2 separate regions of the Pan troglodytes genome follow, and region 2 is linked to region 1. The links are chromatin contacts, called in public HiChIP or PLAC-seq maps. All regions are on one chromosome and are shown on one strand. Each heading gives the region's core, a stretch centred on a gene start, on an enhancer-like site or on the middle of the called end of the contact. The rest is flanking DNA. Distances are from core to core; before and after follow the strand shown.

The links. HiChIP or PLAC-seq counts read pairs in DNA pulled down with a chosen protein or histone mark.
Region 2: a contact with region 1 is called in an H3K4me3 HiChIP or PLAC-seq map of stem cell-derived excitatory neurons, with 2.6 times the contacts expected there. The contact joins the promoter of INCENP here to the promoter of FADS3 in region 1. A contact is called at or near these places in 4 of 7 Hi-C or Micro-C datasets (induced pluripotent stem cells, a lymphoblastoid cell line and stem cell-derived neural progenitor cells) and 1 of 1 datasets of contacts at active chromatin or transcription factors (stem cell-derived excitatory neurons).

Annotation. Positions count from the first base shown.
Region 1 is chr9:64,203,021-64,209,868 of NHGRI_mPanTro3-v2.0_pri, reverse strand. FADS3 (fatty acid desaturase 3) reads left to right here and starts at 2,078. Exons shown (of 12, transcript XM_054662333.1): 1 at 2,078-2,443. The coding sequence starts at 2,093.
Region 2 is chr9:64,434,071-64,440,512 of NHGRI_mPanTro3-v2.0_pri, reverse strand. INCENP (inner centromere protein) reads right to left here and starts at 1,385. Exons shown (of 18, transcript XM_054662344.2): 1 at 1,214-1,385.

The DNA.
Region 1 (6,848 bases), core at 829-3,328:
GATGTACAAATATCTCCTCAAGACTCTGCTTTCGGTTCTTTTGGGTATATGCCCAGAAGTGGAATTGCTGAATCATAGGCATTTTAAAGCCATTTTCATACTCTTTTCTATAGTTGGCTATAGCACTTCACATTCTTACCCACAATGCACAAGGGTTCTGCATCATTGCCAACACGTGTGATTTGATTTTTTGAGACCGGGTCTCCCTCTGTAGCCCAGGCTGGAGTACAATGGCATGATCTTGGGGCACTACAACCTCTGCTTCCCAGGCTCAAGTGATCCTTCTACCTCAGCCTCCTAAGTAGCTGGGACTGCAGGCGCATGCACCACCATGCCCTGCTAGGTTTTTTTTTTGTTTTTTTTTTGTTTTTTTTTTTTGTAGAAATAGGGTTTTGTCATGTTGCCCAGGCTGGTCTCGAACCCCTAGGCTCAAGAGATCCTCCCAAAGTGCTGGGATTACAGGCATGAACCACCATGCCTGGCATGATTTTTTCATTTATGTATTTATTTATTAAAGACGGGGTTGCTGCTATGTTGCCGAGGCTGGTCTTGAACTCCAGGGCTCAAGCAATCCTCCTGCCTCGGCCTCCCAAAGTGGTGGGATTCCAGGCCTTTTTCTTTTTTATAGGAGCCCTCCTAACAAGTGTGAGGCGGTATTTCATTGTAGTTTCATTTGCAGCTCTCTGATGATTAGCAATGCTGAGCACCTTTTCGTGTGTGTGTTGGCCATTTGTGTGCAGCCCCTCTTTCCTGAGGAGCATTCTGAGGAGCTCCGCCTGGCCTCCACAGTGATCCCTTCGAGGAGGACTTGGCCAATAGGGCTGTGGTCCCTGCCCTCACTCACAGCTCTTGCATGATTCTGTGGCCCCCGCTTCATCTTCCCCATCTCTTCTGGGGGCAGCTGGGGAAAGTGGAGGTTCTAACCTATCACAACCCCCAACCACCTCACACACAGGGGCTGAGACCAGGCCAGGGCTGGCCCCAAGGAAGAAGCCCCTAGGATGGCCACATCTGGCCACTCAGGGCTGCTGAAGGTGGGGCCAGGGCCAGGTCCATGCCCTCAGTGGATGGGCTGGATTTTGGTACAGGGGATGCATTCCTTCAAGAGTCAGCCTTCTTTCCTGTGCTGTGTGAACATGGTGGGGGGCAGGGGTGCCTGCAGCCCCCTTGGGCCAGGGCCACCAGCCATGCTCTTGCACCCCCACACACATGTGCCAGGTTGGGGTTCCAGGATATGGTCAGTGGGTGCCTCAGTGGAGAGGGCCCAGGCAGCCCCGGTGCCTGATGACATCATGGGCCTTGCTGGATGTCCTGACAAGCAAAGGCAGGAGCTCCTGGTACCATGGAGAACTCAGAGGCCCCCTCTGCCCTTCTGGGGATACTGGTCCTCTTTAGACCAAGACAAAATATTAGCATATCAGAGAAATATACTTAGGGTTTTCTAAGTGCATTTCCCCAACCAGCCGGTCAGCATCACCTGTGAACTGGCCATGTAAGTCTCTGCCTCCACACCGGACCCACCGAATAACCCTCCTGGGTGGTTCTGATGGAAGCCTTTCAGGTGGTTCTGATGGAAGATTGAAGACCAGTGCTCTGGAAGTAACCTTAGCCTGATTTGAATTCCTTGCTGGTGTGAACGCTTAACTTTTAGGAACAGGTATATTTATCACAAAGAAATCCGAAGCAATTAGGGGAGCTACCTACACCTTCAGAAGGACTTGAAGGTATTTAAATTAAAAAAAGCGGATGGGGCCCAGGTGCAGTGGCTCATGCCTGTAATCCCAGCATTTTGGGAGGCGAGAGGGTCACTTGAGTCCAGGAGTTCAAGACCAGCCTGGGCAACATGGCAAGACCCCCATTTCTACAAAAATAAAATAACACCAAAAATTAGCCGGGTATGATGGGGCGTGCCTGTAGTCCCAGCTGGGGACTCCCGAGACTGAGGTGGGGGTATCTCCTGAGCTTAGGATGTTGAGGCTGCAGTGAGCCGACATCATGCCACTACACTGCAGCCTGGGCGACAGAGTGAGACCCCTGTCTCAAAACAAAAAAGGGGTGGGGAAGCAGTAACAAGCACAGGTGTCCTCAGCCCATGGATGGCAGCGCCCGCCTCCACGCGCCAGTGCCCTCCTGCTCCCCTACCTCCCCCTTGGCCACCCCTGGCCATCCCCAGCCCTGCAGCGCCGAGGGCGGAGGAGAGGCCACCCGCCCCCAGCAGAGGGCTCCGCGAGAGCTGCAGCGGCGGTGGGGGCCCCGCAGAGATTGGGGCCCATGGTTTGAAGACTGTTCACAGGCACCCCGAGACAGCGTCCCCCCTCTGGGCGCACTGGATTTGACGTTGCAGGACGCGCGGCTGGAAGCCCCCCAGGCCCCGCTGCTCACAGACCGGGACTCCGCCTCCGGTTCCCGAGGGCGTGGCGAGGCGCTGCGGGACGCCCAACAGGTGCGTGTTGTGTCCCCAGGCCCCGCGCTCCGGGCGGAGTCAAGAGCCTGGAAGCCGGCAGCCCGGGGAAAGGGGGCGGGACGGTGCCCCGGGGCAGGGCTGGGTGGCGGCCGCTGTCCTCCCGGGAGGGGCGGGCCGCCTCGACGCCGCCCTCCCTGGCGGCCAATGGAGACCGAGGCCCCGCGCCTGGATTGGAGCGGACGCGGGGGGTCAGCCAGCCTTGGGGGCCGGGGCCTGGCCGGGGGCGGGGGGGCAGGCGAGGCGAGGCGGGCGCCGTCCGCGCGGTTATAAGGCGGGGAGTTCCCTGCGCCGCGAGCCGGGAGGCGCACGCTCGCTCGTACGGCGGCCGCGGCGGCAGGGCGGGGCCGGAGCAGCGGGCGGCGGCGGCGGAGGCGGCGCCCGGGAGCGCTCTTCGCTTCCCTCGGGGTCTTGCTCGGACCTCGGCCACCGCCTGGGATCCCCAGGACTCGTGCGTGCAGCATGGGCGGCGTCGGGGAGCCGGGACCGCGGGAGGGACCCGCGCAGCCGGGGGCGCCGCTGCCCACCTTCTGCTGGGAGCAGATCCGCGCGCACGACCAGCCCGGCGACAAGTGGCTGGTCATCGAGCGCCGCGTCTACGACATCAGCCGCTGGGCACAGCGGCACCCAGGGGGCAGCCGCCTCATCGGCCACCACGGCGCTGAGGACGCCACGGTAAGGAAGCCGTAAGGAAGCCACCCACCGGCGGGTGGAGCCTGGAGCTCGGTCGTGGGCGTGATGTCCCGCTCCACCTGTGGGGCCTTAGCATCCTCCCTCCCCTCGCTGACCTTTGACCTCCACGCCGGGACCCAGAGTTGGGGTGGACTAGCCAGGGCCAGATGTGGGGTAGGGAGGGCAGTTCCCTGCGTGGAGGACCCGCAGCTGTCCACGGAGCAGGTCTGCGGGGGAGGAGGGGGCCTCAGAGGTGGGTGTGTCATGCTGCAGAGCCTGCCCTGGGTGAGGGGCTGCCCTGTTGCTCCCAGGTCCCTGTTTCAGTTCTGGGTCCCCATGCTGGGTGCTTGCTGAGTGCTAGGCGTAGGGCAGGGCAGGGTCCCCAGGGGCCGGTAAGGACATGCCATTAGAGGCTGGGGGCTGGGCCGGCCTGAGGTCTGTGGCTTTCCCAAGAGCTTCTGTAAAGGGCTCAGGGACAGTGACTCACCTCTCCGGGCTAGCAGCTGCACGTGGGAGGGCTTTGCCAGCCAGGCTGGGTGGGCCTCTCCTGGAAGCACAGTCACCCCAGGAACAGGCTGGCCCCTGGGGACCCCAACTTCCCAATCCCAGCCCCTGTCTAGACAGGGAGGGATGTAGCCTGGCCCCAGGGTACTGTCTGGCTGGAGTCCAGTGGTGGAGCAGCCCGACCAGCCCCTTTTCCTTAGTTACCCACCTGCATAATAGGGGTTGGGGCCACGATGCCCTGTCTTTGACCCTCCAAATTTCTAGGTTGGCCACACTGGGTATCAGGAAGGTCTTCAAGACCCGAGGACATGAATCCTGAATGCTGGCTCTTTGGGCAGCAGCGGAGGTTCTGTCCAGTCCCAGGACTGTCGGCGTCCCTCTTGCCAGGGCCACCTGCTCTCTGCCGATTGCCATCTCCAGCATGTTGGACAATCTTCACTGGACTCTTTGAGGAAGAAAGCCCCTCTTTTCTCCTTCCACCCCATGAAGCTGAGGAGTGAGAATAAGAATCCTCCTGAAATTCTAAAAAAAAAAAAAAAGAGAGAACGCCTTGTCCGTGGCTGTTCAGGCGCCAGACGCTGGCCCGAGGGGACAGCACAGCCGTGGGATGAAGCAGCCCGGGGGCAGTATTTGCGCGTGCAGGTGTTTGCATGTCTGGGTGAGTGGTGTGTGTGCCTGCCTTTCTGCCAGGGCGTGGCGAGGTGAGGGGCACGGCTTCTCCCCAAAGGCCTGGCTGAGCCCTGGCCTCCCTTCAAGGAGTCTTGTGGATGCCTGCTCTGGTCTTTTTTTTTTTTTTAAGTATCTATTTTATTTATTATTATTTGTTTAAAAATAGAGACAGGGTCTCACTATGTTGCTCGGGCTGGTCTCAAAGTCCTGGGTTCAAGCATTCCTCCTGCCTCAGCCTCCGAAAGTTCTGAGATTACAGGCATGAGCCACCACTCCCGGCCTGCTCTAGTCTTTTGTAACCTAGAGGACAGTATGGATACAGAAAACTTTACTCCCCACCAACCGCCGGAGACAGAGTCTTGCTCTGCCACCCAGACTGGAGTGCAGTGGCGCCATCTTGGCTCACTGCAACCTCCGCCTCCCAGGTTCAAGCGATTCTCCTGCCTCAGCCTCCCGAGTAGCTGGGATTACGGGCACGCGCCACCACGCCCGGCATATTGTATTTTTAGTAGAGACGGGGTTTCACCATGTTGGCCAAGCTGGTCTCGAACTCCTGACCTCGTGATCCACCCACCTCGGCCTCCCAAAGTGCTGGGATTACAGGTGTGAGCCACCACACCCGGCTGGGATACAGAAAGCTTTTATTTCATCACTGTTTCCTGCCTGGTGCCAGGCCCATGCTGGGGTTCCTCCCAAGTGGAATTACTGACTTAACATTTAGCTTCGGATCCTGAGACTTCCATCACACAGTTTTCTCATTGATTCGCAGCCAATAATATCTGTTTTAAAAACATCTCAGGCCGAGCGCGTTGGCTCACACCTGTAATCCCAGCACTTTGGGAGGCTGAGGTGGGCAGATCACCTGAGGTCGGGAGTTTGAGACCAGCCTGACCAACATGGAGAAACCCTGTCTCTTCTTAAAAAATACAAAATTAGCCAGGCGTGGTGGCGCATGCCTGTAATCCCAGCACTTTGGGAGGCTGAGGCAGGAGAATCGCTTGAACCCAGGAGACGGAGGTTCCGGTGAGCTGAGATCGCGCCATTGCACTCCAGCCTGGGCAACAAGAGCAAAACTCCGTCTCAAACAAACCAACAAAAAACATCTCTCTGCTCCTTGGGGCCGGGTGCCAGCTCTGCTATTGGAGGCACTGAGCGACCTTGAAGCAGGCATGTCACTCCTCTGTGCCCCAGTTTACTCATCTGTAAAGTGGGGAGAGCTGGGGCAGACAGTGAGCTGGCTGAGGGCAGAACTGTGTCTTCTCAAGCCCATGGCCCAGGGCTGCCATGTAGTAGTTTGTATTCGGTAAATGCTGCTGGCCCCTAAGTGTGAGCGTGCCCTGCAAACTGCAGCGTACGGTGGGACAGCCCTGCATGGCTACCCGTTTCCTGGGTGACCTTACTTGGTTACGGTCCTATCTGAAGTAGGAAAGGGACACTTTAGGCTGTCTCTTAGCTCCCTCAAGGCCCCACAGCCTGGACTAGAGTTGCCAGAAATACTTGGTCCATTCAGGCCAAAGGGACTGTGAGGTTGCTGGGATGGTGCAATCACTCTTTGTCCATGATGAACCCACAGGGTAGACCAGGGGTTGGGCCAGCCCAGTGCCCTGTGTAGTTGAGCCCAGGCCCCAGGCATCCCATCCCGGGCGGTGGCCTCAGGTGGAGGTGGGGCAGCCAGTTGCCAGGGATGTGTTCCAGCGGTCACCTCTCACCAGCCCCGGCTGCCCATCAGCTGTTCTCAAGTCCAGGCAATGAAGCCTTCCTGCCAGGAAATTCCCAGAGTTTCTGTGCCATGAAGTCAGCCTGTGGCCATCTTGGGACACAAGGCCGGGTGCCCTGGGGAGAGTACTCTGGGCCCTTGGCCAGGTTTGTCTGAGAGTCATAGGCAGCCTGATACTAGTGGAGCCAGCCAGGGAGGGATGAGGCCCAGCCGCTGCTGGCCATAAGTATATAAGGGCCATGTGCTGAGCGCCTACTATGTGCCAGGTTTTGAAATCAGTACTTCATTTATTGAAACCCTCTCTTTTAATCCTCAAGGTGCCCCTATGAGGCACGTACCATTTATTGTTATTGCCACTTGACAGATGAGAAAACAGAGGCTCAGAGAGGCAAAGTGGCTTGAAATTCAGTGATTGGTCTGGGATTTGAATCCACAGCCATGTTCTTAAGGGCATGCTATGCTGCCACCTATCCTGTTTATTTCCGGCACTCATTCATTCTTCAATGTTTGACTCATTAAATCCATCAGTGAGCATCTTCTCTGTGTCATGCATGGTTCTCACCTCTGAAGATGTAGCTGTGAGCAAAACTTCTACAGGGAATGAGTTCACAGCAGAGGGATCAGCTAGAGCAAAGGCTCAGAGGTGGGACCGTGCGTCCTGTGTTCCAGGAATACAGTATGGCTGCAGCAGAGAGCAGTGGAGAGAGGGCCTGGCAGTGAGGTCTAGAGGCGGCCGGGCTGGCTCATGCTGGATGTTTGTGTCCTCGGAAGGACTTTGGCTTTATTTTAAAGAGGATGGGGAGCCCCAGAGAGCACAGCAGGGAA
Region 2 (6,442 bases), core at 136-2,635, 230 kb before region 1:
AGGAAGCCAAAGGTTTGCAGAGAAAAGCAACAACTGGCTAACTTTTTAAAAAGTATTTGTTCAAATGGGCAACGTGGATGAGAGCTTCTTTCACAAAGTCCATGAAAGCAATTGGACTTCTTTCACGGGGAGGTTTGCTTCTAGCAGACCTTAGCGCAACCATTTAAAAAGGGTTACCGTAAGTTAAAACAGAGGTGACCCTGAAAAAGAAGGAATCAGTGTACCAAGAATCAGGCTCCTGGAAGAGCAGCAAAAATCTCTTCTTCAACCCATGTAAGCACCTGCACACAGATAAAGAGCACTCAACACCTCACCGAGGGAGACACTCTCCAGTCTTCCTCCTCTCCAACACTTCTTCCACACCATACACCAGACTGAAGGCCCCATCGTCCTCCTCTATGACTCCTGTCCTTTTCAGGGTACTGTAAGTTGGGCGCCTACCACACCTCTGTGCAGAAAGCGCATAGCAGCTGCTCCCATTTACTGAGTCATACTCCATGCCCGAGTCAGACATCATCTCATTTAATTCTCACCACAACCTTGAGGATACGCATGGGCAGATGAGGAAATTGAGGCAAAGAGAAGTCAAAATCAGCCGGTAAATCAGGGGCATAAATAGAACCGTGCCCTTAACCACGGGCTATACCGCCTTCTAGATATCAACTTCTGAAAGGCAGGCGCCCAGTCTTGGCTCTGGGCAACCCCTCGAGCAGCCCATGTTAGCTGAATGAAACTGAACCGCTGACAGCGAACAGGCTTGGGGAGTGACAAGGGGCGGCCCAGCCTCCGGAAATGGTCAGTTTAAAATGCTGCTCAGCTGGGGGCGGGGGCGTTGAGAGAGGGGTTTAACTGCACAGAAATGCCATCTGGCATCATTCCGCCAAACAACCGGGTTGGTTTCGGGCTTCCTGCGCGTCCAAGTCAACACTAATCCTCACAGGCACAAAACAAAGTGCCAAGCAGCCGGGAGCGGAGGGAACGGGGCTATGCTCTAGGAAGCTGAGGGCCTAGGTGGAAAGGGTGGGAGGCCTCTCGGGCCCGAGAACCAAGGCAGGCGACCTCGCCACTTGGAAGAGGTGACCCTCATATGCCCAGGTAGCCAGGGGCTGGGGTGGGGAGTCACGACCCTGGTCCGGAGTCGACAGGGACGGAGCAGAGGACCGGGGAAAAAATCGCGAACCACCCCTCAATCCCCACGCCCACGCGCACTCACTCGACTGCGCCACGTCCCCTGAAGGCTGCTCCGATCCAAGTCCGGTGGTATCCCTAGGTAAGGCCCCGCTTGCCCAGACCCACTTGGCTCCGGGCCTTCGGGACTCACCGCACGGGAGGAGCAACCAGGCGGCGCAGCGCGGGCGAAATCTATGATTTTCAAAACTGAAGGTTCAGCCAATCCTCGGCAAGTTTGTCCGGGCGGTTGCAAAATTTTAAGCCAATCAAATAACAGGAAGTACCAGTCAGCCCTCCTATTGGCCATGTCGACTAGCAATCTGCGGGACTAAGAGGCGGGGAAAGGAAGCGAAAGACTTTACGCCCCCTCAGCTTCCGGGTGCTCCGGCCGCGGCCGAGAGAGGAAGTAGATCCCCGCCTGGGAGGAGCCCGCAGACCTGGAACTACGAGTCCCGGCGAGCACTGCGAAGGCCACGCGCGGCTTTCTTTCTTCTCCAAGCACGGTGGCAGTCTTCTGATCTCTGCTGCTTTTTTTTCCTCATAAAAACATGTATGTATATACTTACATTGCTGAAAGAGCAGCTTTTTAATGTAACAAATTATCTAGGTACAGAAGTCATAGGTTCCTCTTCCCATGAGAAAAACATTCCTCAAAATACAAACCAAACAGCATCCCAGAGGGAGTAAAATTTCATTGTACTGAAACATATACAAATTAAGGCTACCTTGGTATATAAACAATTGAGAAATTATGATGGAATAGTTCCACCAAATCATTTACGTATAAGAATTCATGCCATTTTTTAAAGAATTGGTAGTGGGGCTCAATTCAAACAATATTATGCATCCTTACATTCAACTTAATACACTTAGAAGCTATAAGGAGTGTAACTGTAACCCCACTTCCTGAAATCTCAGGAGTAATGTTAAAAATCCAAACCCATCAAAGGCCAGGGTGTTACGGTATTTGGCTCATGAATCGAAAAGCCTAATCATTTCAATTTAATCTTTACAAGTAGAACAAGATCCAAACATGGGACGTTTTCTTATTTTTCTTTGCTTTTGTGGTTGTAATGCCCTTTTGGTTTTCTGAGCAATCTGAATACATCTGATAAATACTACCATTGGACAAAGGATCTAAACATTGAGATGTTTTACTAAATCAAGGTTTCAAGTTGGCACAATGTTTTTACTAAGTCATATTTCAATTAGTTCATCTTTCCAATATGGGGGTGGGTGGGGAAGACAAGGACTAATATGTCCTATAAAGAATCTCTGGCCGGGCGCGGTGGCTCACGCCTGCAATCCTAGCACTTTGGAAGGCCGAGGCGGGTGGATTGCCTGAGCTCAGGAGTTCAAGACCAGCCTGGGCAACACAGTGGAACCCTGTCTCTACTAAAATACAAAAAAAAATTAGCCGGGCGTGGTGGCTTGCACCTGTAATCCCAGCTACTCGGGAGGCTGAGACAGGAGAATCGCTTGAACCCGGGAGGCAGAGGTTGCAGTGGGCCGAGATCGCGCCATTGCACTCCAGCCTGGGCCACAAAAAGCAAAAAACTCCGTCTCAAAAAAAAAATCTCTGCCGCTTTTGAGAAGTAAAAACAAAACGCCTGGTGAATGGCAACGGAGTGTGCGTTTATCTAGAGCCTTCTGTCATCTCTTGGGCGACAGAATCCTTGGTCACCTACCCTGGTACTGGACGTTTCTTGAGAGAAGTGGTTCTCATGCAGAGGAGGTTTTATCCCACCTCCGCCCCCCACATTTGGCAGTGCGTGAATTCATTTGGGTTTGGGAGAAGGGGTTAGTGGTATTTGGTGGGTAAAGGCCAGGGATGCTGCTAAACACCATCTAGTGCATAAGACAGTCCCCACAGCAAGGAATTACCAGGCCCCAGATACCAGAATTGCTGCTGTTGAGAAACTGCTTTAGACAAAGTCACTTTACTCTGTGAGTCAAGGTTGCTGTTACCTGTAAAATAAGGCAGTTCAATCTTGAAGAGATTTGTATATCCACGATCAGCTACCAACAGATAGTTTACCCTGTTCCCAGGTCGTCTGTAGTATTTTTCCTCTCCCTTTCTTCCCTCTCTTTATCAATTCTGTTTTTGCCTTTGTTATTTTACTCAGTTTACCAACTGACTCCATCATATGTGAGTAAATAATTTGTGAGCAAATTAACTAAACATTTCTGAGTTATTCTTTGAAGAATGTAAATAATTGGAAATCAGCTGAATCGTAAAAGGATATGTTACCCAATCGTTAATCATTCTGTTTATTAATTCTGACATGAGTGTCTCAAATTGTTTATTTGATTGTTACCTCGGAGAGTTTTCTACCCTGTGCAGTGCACTTTAGCAAGTTTCCAAGGGGATTAAGGCCCGTCTTTCTCAAGAGAGAGAAGAGCAACTATAAAAGGGGCTGAGGGGGCCGGGCGTGGTGGCTCACGCCTGTAATCCCAGTACTTTGGGAGGCCAAGGTGGGTGGATCACCTGAGGTCAGGAGTTCAAGACCAGCCTGACCAACATGGAGAAACCCTGTCTCTACTAAAAATACAAAATTAACTGGGCATGGTGGCATATGCCTGTGATCCCAGCTACTTGGGAGGCTGAGGCAGGAGAATCGCTTGAACCTGAAAGGTGGAGGTTGCGGTGAGCCGATATCGTGCCATTTTACTCCAGCCTGGTCAACAAGAGTGAAACTCCGTCTCAAAAAAATAAAAAAGAAAAGAAAAAAAGGAGCGGGGCTGAGGGAAAGGAACACTAGTTTACTCCAGCCTGGGCAACAAGAGTGAAACTCCATCTCAAAAAAATAAAAAAGAAAAGAAAAAAAGGAGGGGGGCTGAGGGAAAGGAAAACTAGCTAATGGCAGGTACATTCACAAGCAGATAAAAGAAGTACAGTGCAGGCTGGGCGCGGTGGCTCATGCCTGTAATCCCAGCACTTTGGGAGGCTGAGGTGGGCGGATCACTCGAGGTCAGGAGTTCGAGACTAGCCTGGCCAACATGATGAAACCCCATTTCTACTGAAAATACAAAAAAAAAAAAAAAAAAAATCTGGGTGTGGCGGCGTGCGCCTGTAATCCCAGCTACTCGGGAGGCTGAGGCAGGAGAATTGCTTGTACTCAGGAGGTGGAGGTTGCAGTGAGCCGAGATTGTGCCATTGCACTCTAGCCTGGGCGATAAGAGTGAAACTCCATCTCAAAAAAAAAAAAAAAGAAAAGAAAAGAAAAAGTGCATACAGGACACACCTAAGAGAATATGAAATTGACTCCCTTAAAACTCTCCTTTTATTTTCCCCAAAGTCTTCTTTCTACCCCCAGTGGGGGACGTGTTTCTTGATTTGCAGACCAGTGGACTGTATGCAACATTCCCCTTGCATTGAGGGCCTCTGGGGTAAAAGCTACAAAGGTTCACCACAGTCAAAGCTTTTGTCTGACCACTGAGCCGAGAATAGCCCTGAGCAAGCACATAAGCCCAAGTAAGACCAGAAGACCAGGATATAATTGTGTCCGCCTCCCTCTGGGCTTGGTTAAACTGTCTATGGCACCTGGCTGAAGGATACAGACTTCCAGGACCAGAAAGAATACGTAGGTAATGTGTAACCAGACTCTTGGAATGTGGGCCATGGAGCCACCCCACCTTTAAGCTAGAGAGTCCCCAGCACAGCCTATGGACTTAGAATGTCCCATCAATATTATAGTCTTGGGCCAGGCACAACGGCTCACGCCTGTAATCCCAACACTTTGGTAGGCTGAGGAGGGTGGATCACTTGAGCCCAGCAGTTTCAGACTAGCATGGGCAACATGGTGAAACCTTCTCTCTACAAAAAATACAAAAAATTAGCCAGGCATGGTGGCATGTGTCTGTAGTACCAGCTACTCATGAGGCCGAGGTGGGAGAACCACTTGAGCTGAAGAGGCAGAGGTTGCAGTGAGCCAAGGTTGCTGTGAGCAGAGATTGCGCCACTGCACTCCAGCCCGGGTGACAGAGCTAGACACGGGTTAAAAGAAGAACAAAAAAAACTTTTATAAAGAAAGAACTGTAGGTTCTTTCTGTGCTGCTTCAATATGTAAATAATTTTAAAAGCCTTTTGTCTGTTTTACAACCTAGGAATGTCTTTCTCAAAAACATGGGTGCCTGGTGTGAGATGTCAACCCAGCAATGCCATTGCTGGGTATATACCCAAAGGAATATAAATCATTCTACTGTAAAGACGCATGCACCCATATGTTCATCACAACACTATTCACAATAGCAAAAACCTGGAATCAACCTAAATGCCCTTCAACAGTAGACTGGGTAAAGAAAATGTGGTACATGTACACCATGGAATACTATGCTGCCATAAAAAAGAACAAAATCGTGCCCTTTGTAGCAATATAGATGGAGCTGGAGACCATTATCCTAAGAAAACTAACACAGGTGCAGAAAACCAAATACCGCATGTTCTTACTTATAAGTGAGAACTAAACATTGAGAACACATGGACACAAAGAAGAGAACAATAGATACCAGGACCCACTTGAGACTGGAGTGTGGGAGGAGGGAGAGAATCAAAAAACTACCTATCAGGTACTATGCTTATTACCTGAGTGATGAAATAATCTGTACATCAAACTCCTATGACATGCGATTTACTTATATAACAAACCTGCACATGTACCACTGAACCTAAAAGTTAAGATTTAAAAAAAAAAAATGGGTACCATCTCTTTGAAATATAACCATCAAGAAAGATAGCACCCCTATCTCCCAGAGTCTGGAAGGACCCCTATCTCACTTCAATGGGTGCTGATTAACAAACACAGATGGCCTAATCACAGAGAAAAACCTTTGCAAAGTGTGGAATAACTCAATGCAATTCACACATCCCATTGATCAACCTCCCTCCTCATATGCTCCAGAACTTTTCTATTAGCTTACTCCAGCACTTAAAAACCCAACTGGGCACAGTGGCTCTTGCCTGTGATCCCAGCACTTCGGGAGGCTGAGGCTGGTGGATCACTTGAGGTCAGGAGTTCGAGACCAACCTGGCCAACATAGTGAAACCCCATCTCTACTAAAAATACAAAATTTAGCCGAGCATGGTGGTAGGTGCCTGTGATCCCAGCTACTCAGGAGGCTGAGGCAGGAAAATCACTTGAACCCAGGAGGCAGAGGTTCCAGTGAGCCAAGATCATGTCACTGCACTCCAGCCTGGGTGACAGAGTGAGACTCCATCTCAAAAAAACAAAAACAAACAAAAAACCCTATGTACAATATATAGCAGCATTGC